2 separate regions of the Sus scrofa genome follow, and region 1 is linked to region 2. A link is a contact called in public HiChIP or PLAC-seq data. All regions are on one chromosome and are shown on one strand. The core of a region is the stretch at or near the end of the contact, and the rest is flanking DNA. Distances in the headings are between cores, read along the strand shown. Region 1 overlaps FOCAD (focadhesin). Region 2 has its middle 6.1 kb from the start of IFN-ALPHAOMEGA.

What was found. HiChIP or PLAC-seq counts read pairs in DNA pulled down with a chosen protein or histone mark.
Region 1: an H3K27ac HiChIP or PLAC-seq map of alveolar macrophages shows a contact between it and region 2. The contact joins two enhancer-like sites. A contact is called at or near these places in 1 of 47 Hi-C or Micro-C datasets (blood) and 1 of 2 datasets of contacts at active chromatin or transcription factors (alveolar macrophages).

The regions. Positions count from the first base shown.
Region 1 is chr1:201,966,839-201,970,793 of Sscrofa11.1, forward strand. It overlaps FOCAD (focadhesin), which reads right to left. Exons shown (of 43, transcript XM_021063120.1): 35 at 1,202-1,330. Among named protein-coding and RNA genes, the nearest start is that of HACD4, 83 kb to the left of the region's middle. Within about 2 kb of position 2,608, at least 2 of the 83 cell types and tissues checked have an H3K27ac peak or open chromatin away from gene starts, as enhancers often do. A contact at or near this core is called in alveolar macrophages, where this site is marked.
Region 2 is chr1:201,835,713-201,839,943 of Sscrofa11.1, forward strand. No RefSeq gene overlaps it. Among named protein-coding and RNA genes, the nearest start is that of IFN-ALPHAOMEGA, 6.1 kb to the left of the region's middle. Within about 2 kb of position 2,154, at least 37 of the 83 cell types and tissues checked have an H3K27ac peak or open chromatin away from gene starts, as enhancers often do. A contact at or near this core is called in alveolar macrophages, where this site is marked.

The DNA of each region.
Region 1 (3,955 bases), core at 1,358-3,857, 130 kb after region 2:
CGTGAGAAGTCCTCAGCTCTCTGCTGCTTGTTTTGAAGATGGTGGGCAGCCTCTAAAAGCTGGAAAAGGGAGGGAAAAGTCTTCTCCATGTCTCAGTCTGTTTAGACTGATACACCAGAATACCACAGACTGGGTGGTTTATAAACAATAGGAATGTATTACTCCCAGTACTGGTGGCTGGAAGTCCAAGATCAGGGTGCCAGCATGGCTGGGTTCTGGTGAGAGCTCTTTCCTGGTTTGCAGACTGCTGATTCTTGCTATGTCCAAACATTGTAGACTAGAGAGCTCTGTGGGGACCTCTTTTATAAGGGCACTAATCTCATTCAAGAGGGCTCCACCCTCATGACCTAATCACCCTCAAAGGCCCAACCCCTTAATACTATCACATTGGGGGTTAGGATCTTAACATATGACTCTTTAGGGGACACAAACATTCAGGCCACAATATTCCTCTCAGTATCTAGGGAGGAATGCTGTGCTGCCAATACCTTGTCTTAGCCCAGTGAGAATCATTTTGGCCTTCCTACTTACAGGACTATAAGATAACAAATTGGTGTTATTTCAAGTCAGTAAATGTGGTAATTTGTTGCAGCATCAATAAAAAACTAGTACAGCATCCCATAGGGCGTTTCCTTGAAACTAGGTTCTGGAAATGCAATTTGATAACCATCAAATCAGGTTTTCTGGGACATGCACCACACACCCAGCAACACACACATCTCAGTCGGCATTGTTTTGATGAGTGCATCTAATTTGGATCTTCAGACATCCCCCTCCTCAAAGAAAGTAACCCAGTTGTCCCATCCAAGAAGACAAACCTCAGGATCCCAGAGGTCCAAGGTCCGTCTAGTCTCTACCAATTGTGACATACAATCTAATTTTCTTTTTTTTGTCTTTTTAGGGCCACAGCCACAGCATATGGAAGTTCCTAGGCTAGGGGTCTAATCAGAGCTGTAGCCGCTGGACTATGACACAGCCACAGCAACACCAGATCTGAGCCACGTCTGCAACCTACACCACAGCTCATGGCAATGCCGGATCCTTAACCCACTGAGCGAGGCCAGGGATTGAACCCTCAACTTCATGGTTCCTAGTCGGATTCGTTTCTGCTGTACCATGATGGGAACTCCCAATCTAATTTTCTATTCAGGTCACATCCTAAAAGCAGAATTTGAAGATGTTAAAAACACTTGATATTTACCAAAGTTTAGCCTCATAAGTGGAGAGAGGAGTGAAGCCCAGTTCACAGGAGGATACTGGTAGGTTTCCCCAACAGTTGCTATGGGTTTCATCACTACTTTGAGAAGGGAAGGAGGCACAGATTCAGGACCTGCAACAGAAAGGGAAAATAATAATGAAACACCTCAATAGCATCACGAAAGTAGAAAATGCCAACATTCCCTCCATTCTTCTAGTTTCAAAGGATTTGATGTCACACCTTTAATTGTGTTCAACCTTGCAATTCTGTGCTCTTAAAGTAAACTCCATTTGCTACAAACTTTGCTCCATCTGTTCTTCTGTTTCTCATTTGTCTCCAGTATTTCCTTCTCGTCTGGACAGAAATGTTCCACATTGCTACTTAACTCTCTTCCATACTCTCTCATGTCTCTTTACCTAGCTTCCTAAAAAGAGTAACTTATTCTACCTTATTATCTATTGCGTTATTGCTCATGCAATCCTTAGTCCATTTCTGGAAGAGGAGACAATTACTGCCACTGAGGTACATTTCCTTCTAAGGACAATGGGTTACTTTCAGTTTCTGTGGCACTAAATGGTTGTGTTCTATTCCACATGATCTTCTACTTCTTCACCTCAGCCTGGACCACAGCTAACTGCTCCACAGGTGGGCACCTGAAGTAACAGCTAATCCATAGCTTAACCAGGTATGTAGGACACAGTACCATGACTTTAATAATATATCCCCCACCTTTTCTTTCAGGTGAGAGGTAATGTGAAATTGAAAACATGAGACACTATAGCAGTTTTGAGTGGAGCCAAAGGGTGAAGCCAGGGTTGCAGTAGCCATTGAAGGTCATGTAGAAGTGAAGTTAAAAGGAGGTCAGAAATGATGTATGAACAAGTAGAAGACCAATAAGGGGAAGTACAAGTGGCAGAAGGGCCAACACGAACATCAGGAGGGAAATCAGCATTAGCAAAAAGAAAAGCAGAATCAGCAAAGGGAAAACCATCACCAGGAAAAGGAGGGGTAGAATCAGAAAATAAAGCAGTGGAATCAGCAGAAATTGAAAGAGGGGAAATCACAGACAGGAGCAGACTCAGTAAAAAGACAGACAGCTGCAGAAAGGAGAAGCATGGAAAAAGGAGAAGCAAAGGAAAAAGGAGAAGCAGAGGCAGCAAAAGCAGCAGAATCAGCAGACCCTGTAAAGCAGGGAAGCAGAAGTAGGGGTAAAGTCAGGAAAAGGACACTCAGCTGGAGAAAGGAGAAGCATAGAAAAAGGAGAAGCACAGGAAAAAGGAGAAGCAGAGGCAGAAAAAGCAGCAGGATCAGCAGACCCTGTAAAGCAGAGAAGCAGAAGTAGGGGTAAAGTCAGGAAAAGGAAACTCAGCTGCAGAAAGGAGAAGCACAGGAAAAAGGAGAAGCAGAGGCAGCAAAAGCAGCAGAATCAGCAGACTCTATAAAGCTGGGAAGCAGAAGTAGGGGTAAAGTCAGGAAAAGGAAACTCAGCTGCAGAAAGGAGAAGCACAGAAAAAGGAGAAGCACAGGAAAAAGGAGAAGCAGAGGCAGCAAAAGCAGCAGAATCAGCAGACCCTGTAAAGCAGGGAAGCAGAAGTAGGGGTAAAGTCAGGAAAAGGACACTCAGCTGGAGAAAGGAGAAGCATAGAAAAAGGAGAAGCACAGGAAAAAGGAGAAGCAGAGGCAGCAAAAGCAGCAGGATCAGCAGACCCTGTAAAGCAGGGAAGCAGAAGTAGGGGTAAAGTCAGGAAAAGGAAACTCAGCTGCAGAAAGGAGAAGCACAGGAAAAAGGAGAAGCAGAGGCAGCAAAAGCAGCAGGATCAGCAGACCCTGTAAAGCAGGGAAGCAGAAGTAGGGGTAAAGTCAGGAAAAGGAAACTCAGCTGCGGAAAGGAGAAGCATAGAAAAAGGAGAAGCACAGGAAAAAGAGAAGCAGAGGCAGAAAAAGCAGCAGGATCAGCAGACCCTGTAAAGCAGGGAAGCAGAAGTAGGGGTAAAGTCAGGAAAAGGAAACTCAGCTGCAGAAAGGAGAAGCATAGAAAAAGGAGAAGCAGAGGCAGCAAAAGCAGCAGGATCAGCAGACCCTGTAAAGCTGGGAAGCAGAAGTAGGGGTAAAGTCAGGAAAGGAAACTCAGCTGCAGAAAGGAGAAGCACAGGAAAAAGGAGAAGCAGAAGCAGCAAAAGCAGCAGGATCAGCAGACCCTGTAAAGCAGTGAAGCAATAATTCAAAGGATCAATCCAAAAAGATATATAACAATTTTAAATATCTACGTACCCAACTCAGGTTCACCACAATATATAAGGCAACTGCTATCAACCTTAAAAGGACAAATTGACAAGAACACTATCATAGTGGGGGACTTTAACACCCCACTCACAGCAATGGACAGATCAACCAGACAGAAAATCAATAAGGAAACACAGGCCCTGAATGAACTTAATAAACCAGATGGACTTAATAGATATTTATAGCACATTTCATCCAAAAGCAACAGAATACACATTCTTCTCAAGTGCACATGGAACATTCTCTAAGACTGATCTTATCCTGGGCTACAAATCCAACCTTGGTAACTTTACAAAACTGAAATCATATCAAGCATCTTTTCTGACCACAATGCTATATGACTGGAAATCAACAACAAGAAAAAAACTGAAAAAACACAAACACGTGGAGACTCAACAACATGCTACTAAACAACCAATGGATCATGGAAGAAATCAAAGAGGAAATTAAAAAATACCTGGCAGCAAATGACAA
Region 2 (4,231 bases), core at 904-3,403:
ATATTTAACATAGTATTTTTATCTTCATAAGTTAGAATGTTCTATGATTTTCTTTTTTGATTTTATTATCAGGTTATAATAGCCTTGTACAATGATTTGATTAGTTTTCCATCTTTTTCCAAGCCCTGTTAAAACAGGAGCTAAACATGTTTTATTGAATAGTTTTATGATATAACTTCCAACTTTGATCTCTCTTCAAGATACTTCAGTGAAGACCTATATTGCTGTTTAAAAACTTTTGATGATGAATTTCTATTTCTTTTAGATGCAAAATTATACTGAAAAGTATCTGAGAAGTAGCAAGGAGACCCTCATGCACTGGGGACAAAATTGTCTAAAACAATATCTAAATTTTATCAAAACAAGCTATATTCTATTTTGAATTTTATTTTTCTTCCTTTGTTCACATTGCCTAACAATGTGCTCATGAATATATCAGGTAGTTGAATTCTTGTCAGGAGAACTTATGAAATGAACTCTCAGCAAACAGTGCTGAGACAACCCCTCATAATTTGGTAGTCAGCAGCTCATCAAAGCACGTAGTGCTAGCATAGTATTTATTCAATCAACAATACTTAAGTTCCAATAGTTCCTGTTGTAGTGCAGTGGAAACAAATCTGACCAGTAACCATGAGGATATGGGTTCGATCCCTGGCCTTGCTCAGTAAGTCAGTGATTCAGTGTTGCCATGAGCTGTGGTGCAGATGGCAAGCACAACTGGGATCCTGTGTTGCTGTGGCTGTGGCCAGCAGCTGTAACTCTGATTTGACACCTAGCCTGGGAACTTCCGCATGCCGTGGTTGCGACCCTAAAAAGCAAAACACACACACACACACACACGCACACACACACATGCACACACAAAAACCAACTAACCTAACAAACAAACAAAAAACCCGCAATACTTAAGTTCCTGACATTTGCTAGACACTGCGCTCATGACTAAGCATACAAAGTTCAGACTTAGAAAGTCTAATTTTCTGGAAGAGACAGAAAAAATAAACCATCAATTACAGAACAAAATGATGAATATTCTAATGGAAGTGCTGTTTGCAGGGAGCCATAGGATGAAGACAGGTTATAAAATGAAGAGGCATTATCAAATAATTGGGACTTTTGGACTTATAGCTGGATCTAGAAAGACAGTTAAAGAATTGGACAATGGGAGAAGGGTCAGAGAAGATGTGCAGACCATTTGGAAATAGGAGCTAAATCAAAGGGTTGGCAAAATCTGACATTTTATTAAAAGAAGAAATTAATAAGAAATTAAGAAATAAGAGCTAGGAACAGGATGAAGTTTTGTTCCCTACAAGGGATCTAGAAATGAGAGATGGGAAGCTTGCAATAGGCCTTGAATATTCCTGCTAAGACTTGGAGACCAGGCTGCTACTGTTAAATTTCTTAACACAGGAAGGGAAAACTGCCGAGTTTCCTTATCTGTAAAATTAATATGCTCATAATATCACCTCATAAAACTGTGGTGAGGATTAATTGCTTTAACTTATGTAATGTGCTCAGAATTGTACCAGGCACTTACTCAGTGCTCCTTACTTATTAGCTCTTCTATTTGAATCTGGTTAGAAGACAATTCCCTGATGTTCTGGGTTTGGGTCAGGAAGATGAGGTGGTTCCAAAAGAGCTGTCCAGGACACATTTTAGTGCTAGCTCAACCACTGCACAAGGGAGAGGAGAGATAGCCCATTCACTAGGATGACTGGGCCAAGCATGTTGCAGCAAATAACCCAGAATCTTAAACAGAGCCATTCATACTTGTCACACATACCAGCTGCCTAAAAGGACACGCCTCCCCTCCACTGGTTTCTTGGTTCTCCCTTGGGTTTAGAAGTTAACAGTTTCCACCAGAATGACGCAGGCATCTTGCAGGCAGCCAGGAGAATCCTTTTCTCTACAAACATTCGGTGCCCTCAACTCGGCCAAGACACCAGGGCAGAGGGGAGTCCCAGCCTCATTCTTCAAATGCAGTTTAGCTACTCGTATTTAGTTTCCTTTTCACTTGTTGTGTCGTGGTCATTGCTATTTTTGCATTCCCCGGTTCATTACGCAATCCCTGATGATGAAATAAGACTAAATTTACTTGTACGTTTCAACAATGAGGGTTTTGTTTTGGGCTGTTTCACTCTAAGGAAGATTCCAAAACAGCTTCAGAAACAGGAAACTCACACAGAACACAGACAGTAAGACTTGCCCGAGTGTCAGCCAAGGGAAGCTGCTGTTTATTCAGCAGCTGCTGGAAGTGTGTTGCCCATTTAATTCTCTTCTCAACCTTGGGTTGGCCTGGCTCAATCCACCCCTGTGGCTAACTGTGAGAATTAAATAAGTCCAGCTAAGAGAACTGCCTGGTATCTGAATGGAAAAGTAAGTGCAGGCTCGAAGTAGATGGGCAGGTGTGTCTGAGAGGACCAAGCAGGAGGGTCTAGCAGCCTCAGGGTCCAGGCAGCCAACAGTGAGGGACACTGGATGGGCAGCTCCCATGTGTTCCTGGGCCATTAAGTTTTTTATAGGAGTTTTTTGAATGTGACAAAGGGCTCAGAGTGTGGGATCCTCTGGTTATGGGTATTCTGGAGGAGTTAGCAAGAGCTAGGCAGGTCCCTGAGCAAAGTGGCCTAGTCCCAAATGCATCCTGAAGTGATCAGGAGAAAAAACTGAGGAATGAGTCTAGTCAGAGGCCTGTGACCAGACATCCAGGATGTAAAAAAAGGGGAATGGAAGAGAGAAGTGTCCGGAATATGTATTCTTTTGAGTTTAGTTTTTTTCACTCGCTATTATTTTTGTGAAATTTATAACTGTGTGTGCATCTTTGTGATTCTTACTTTTTATTGTTATTTACAATCCTGTTATAAGCATAGATCACAGCATATTTATCCATACAATTTTAAAGGATATTTGGGGTGTTTCTAGTTTGGAACATTTATGAATAGTGTTGCTATGAATATTCTTTACTTATATCCTGATGCATATTCACATTATTATTTTCCAGGGTAATTGCTAAGAGTGGACTTACTGGGTCATGGCTGTGTATTTTCACCTTTGCTAGATAATGTTATTCAAAATAGTTGTACAAATTTCACATAGAACAGCAGTCCTATTTGCTCCACATGGTCATCACACTTGACACTTGTAGTCCTTTAATTTTTATTTGCAGACAATGTATTTGTTTATCTAAAAATTTGAAAAAGACACAAAAAAATTAGACATAGTATTTGCAAAATAGACCAGATTAAAAAAAACAAAATTATTAATTTTCGTGTATGTGTGTGTGAAAATGTAATGAAAGGTTAGGTGCATTCACAATTAGAAAAAGTGATGAAAAAATCATTTACAATTGGAACAGCAATAATAAAGCATAAAATATGTTGGATAACATATTTTATGTTGGAATAACAGGGAGAATGTGCAAGACACATAACAAGGCAAAAATAAAACTTTATTGAAAAAACATTTTTAAAATAGTTCAATTAAATGGCAATATTCACTTTTTTCTTTATGAAGTGGTTAATAATTATTTGCTAAGTTAATATTTATCCATTAAATGAATGTGTGCTTCTCAGGAGGAGGCTGGCCCTTCTCACTGATGATTACCACCCAATCACAATCTCTAATGTCCCTTGCTCACTTACATAAAGAATAAGTGAAAGAAGTTGCTTAATCCTCATTGATGATCAAGGTGAAGAAAATCAGTCTCAATGTAAGAGAAAAAGCTGTTATATTCTTCACTGGTTTATGGCCATCTTATTTGAATCAAAAATTTAATTATAGACTTGTGCTAAGAGGCCAAAGGGACATAACTTGCCCTGTCAAAGCTACTTTTTTTAAAAAGTTAAAGTCCACACAATACAGATCACCATAGTTTTTTACCTAATGTTCTTTTCACGTTCTGGACTGTCATTCAGAATGCCATATTCCCTTTAATTGCCATGTCTTCTTAGGCTCCTCTTGGCAGTGACAATTTCCCTGTAGTAGACACTTCATGTTATTGTCAAAGTATCATTTTAAAAACATCATTTTTTAACATTTTGTTGCTAATATGAAAAGGTGTGTTTAATTTTTAATGTTGATATTGCTAAACTTGCTATATTTATTTTAAAATTCTAATAGTTAATCTATGGATTTTTTGGTATGTGCACAATTACTGAGTACATACAAAATAATGTAAATAATGAAAAAAATAATGAAAAATAATGAAATATGAAAATATATCTGTAAATAATGA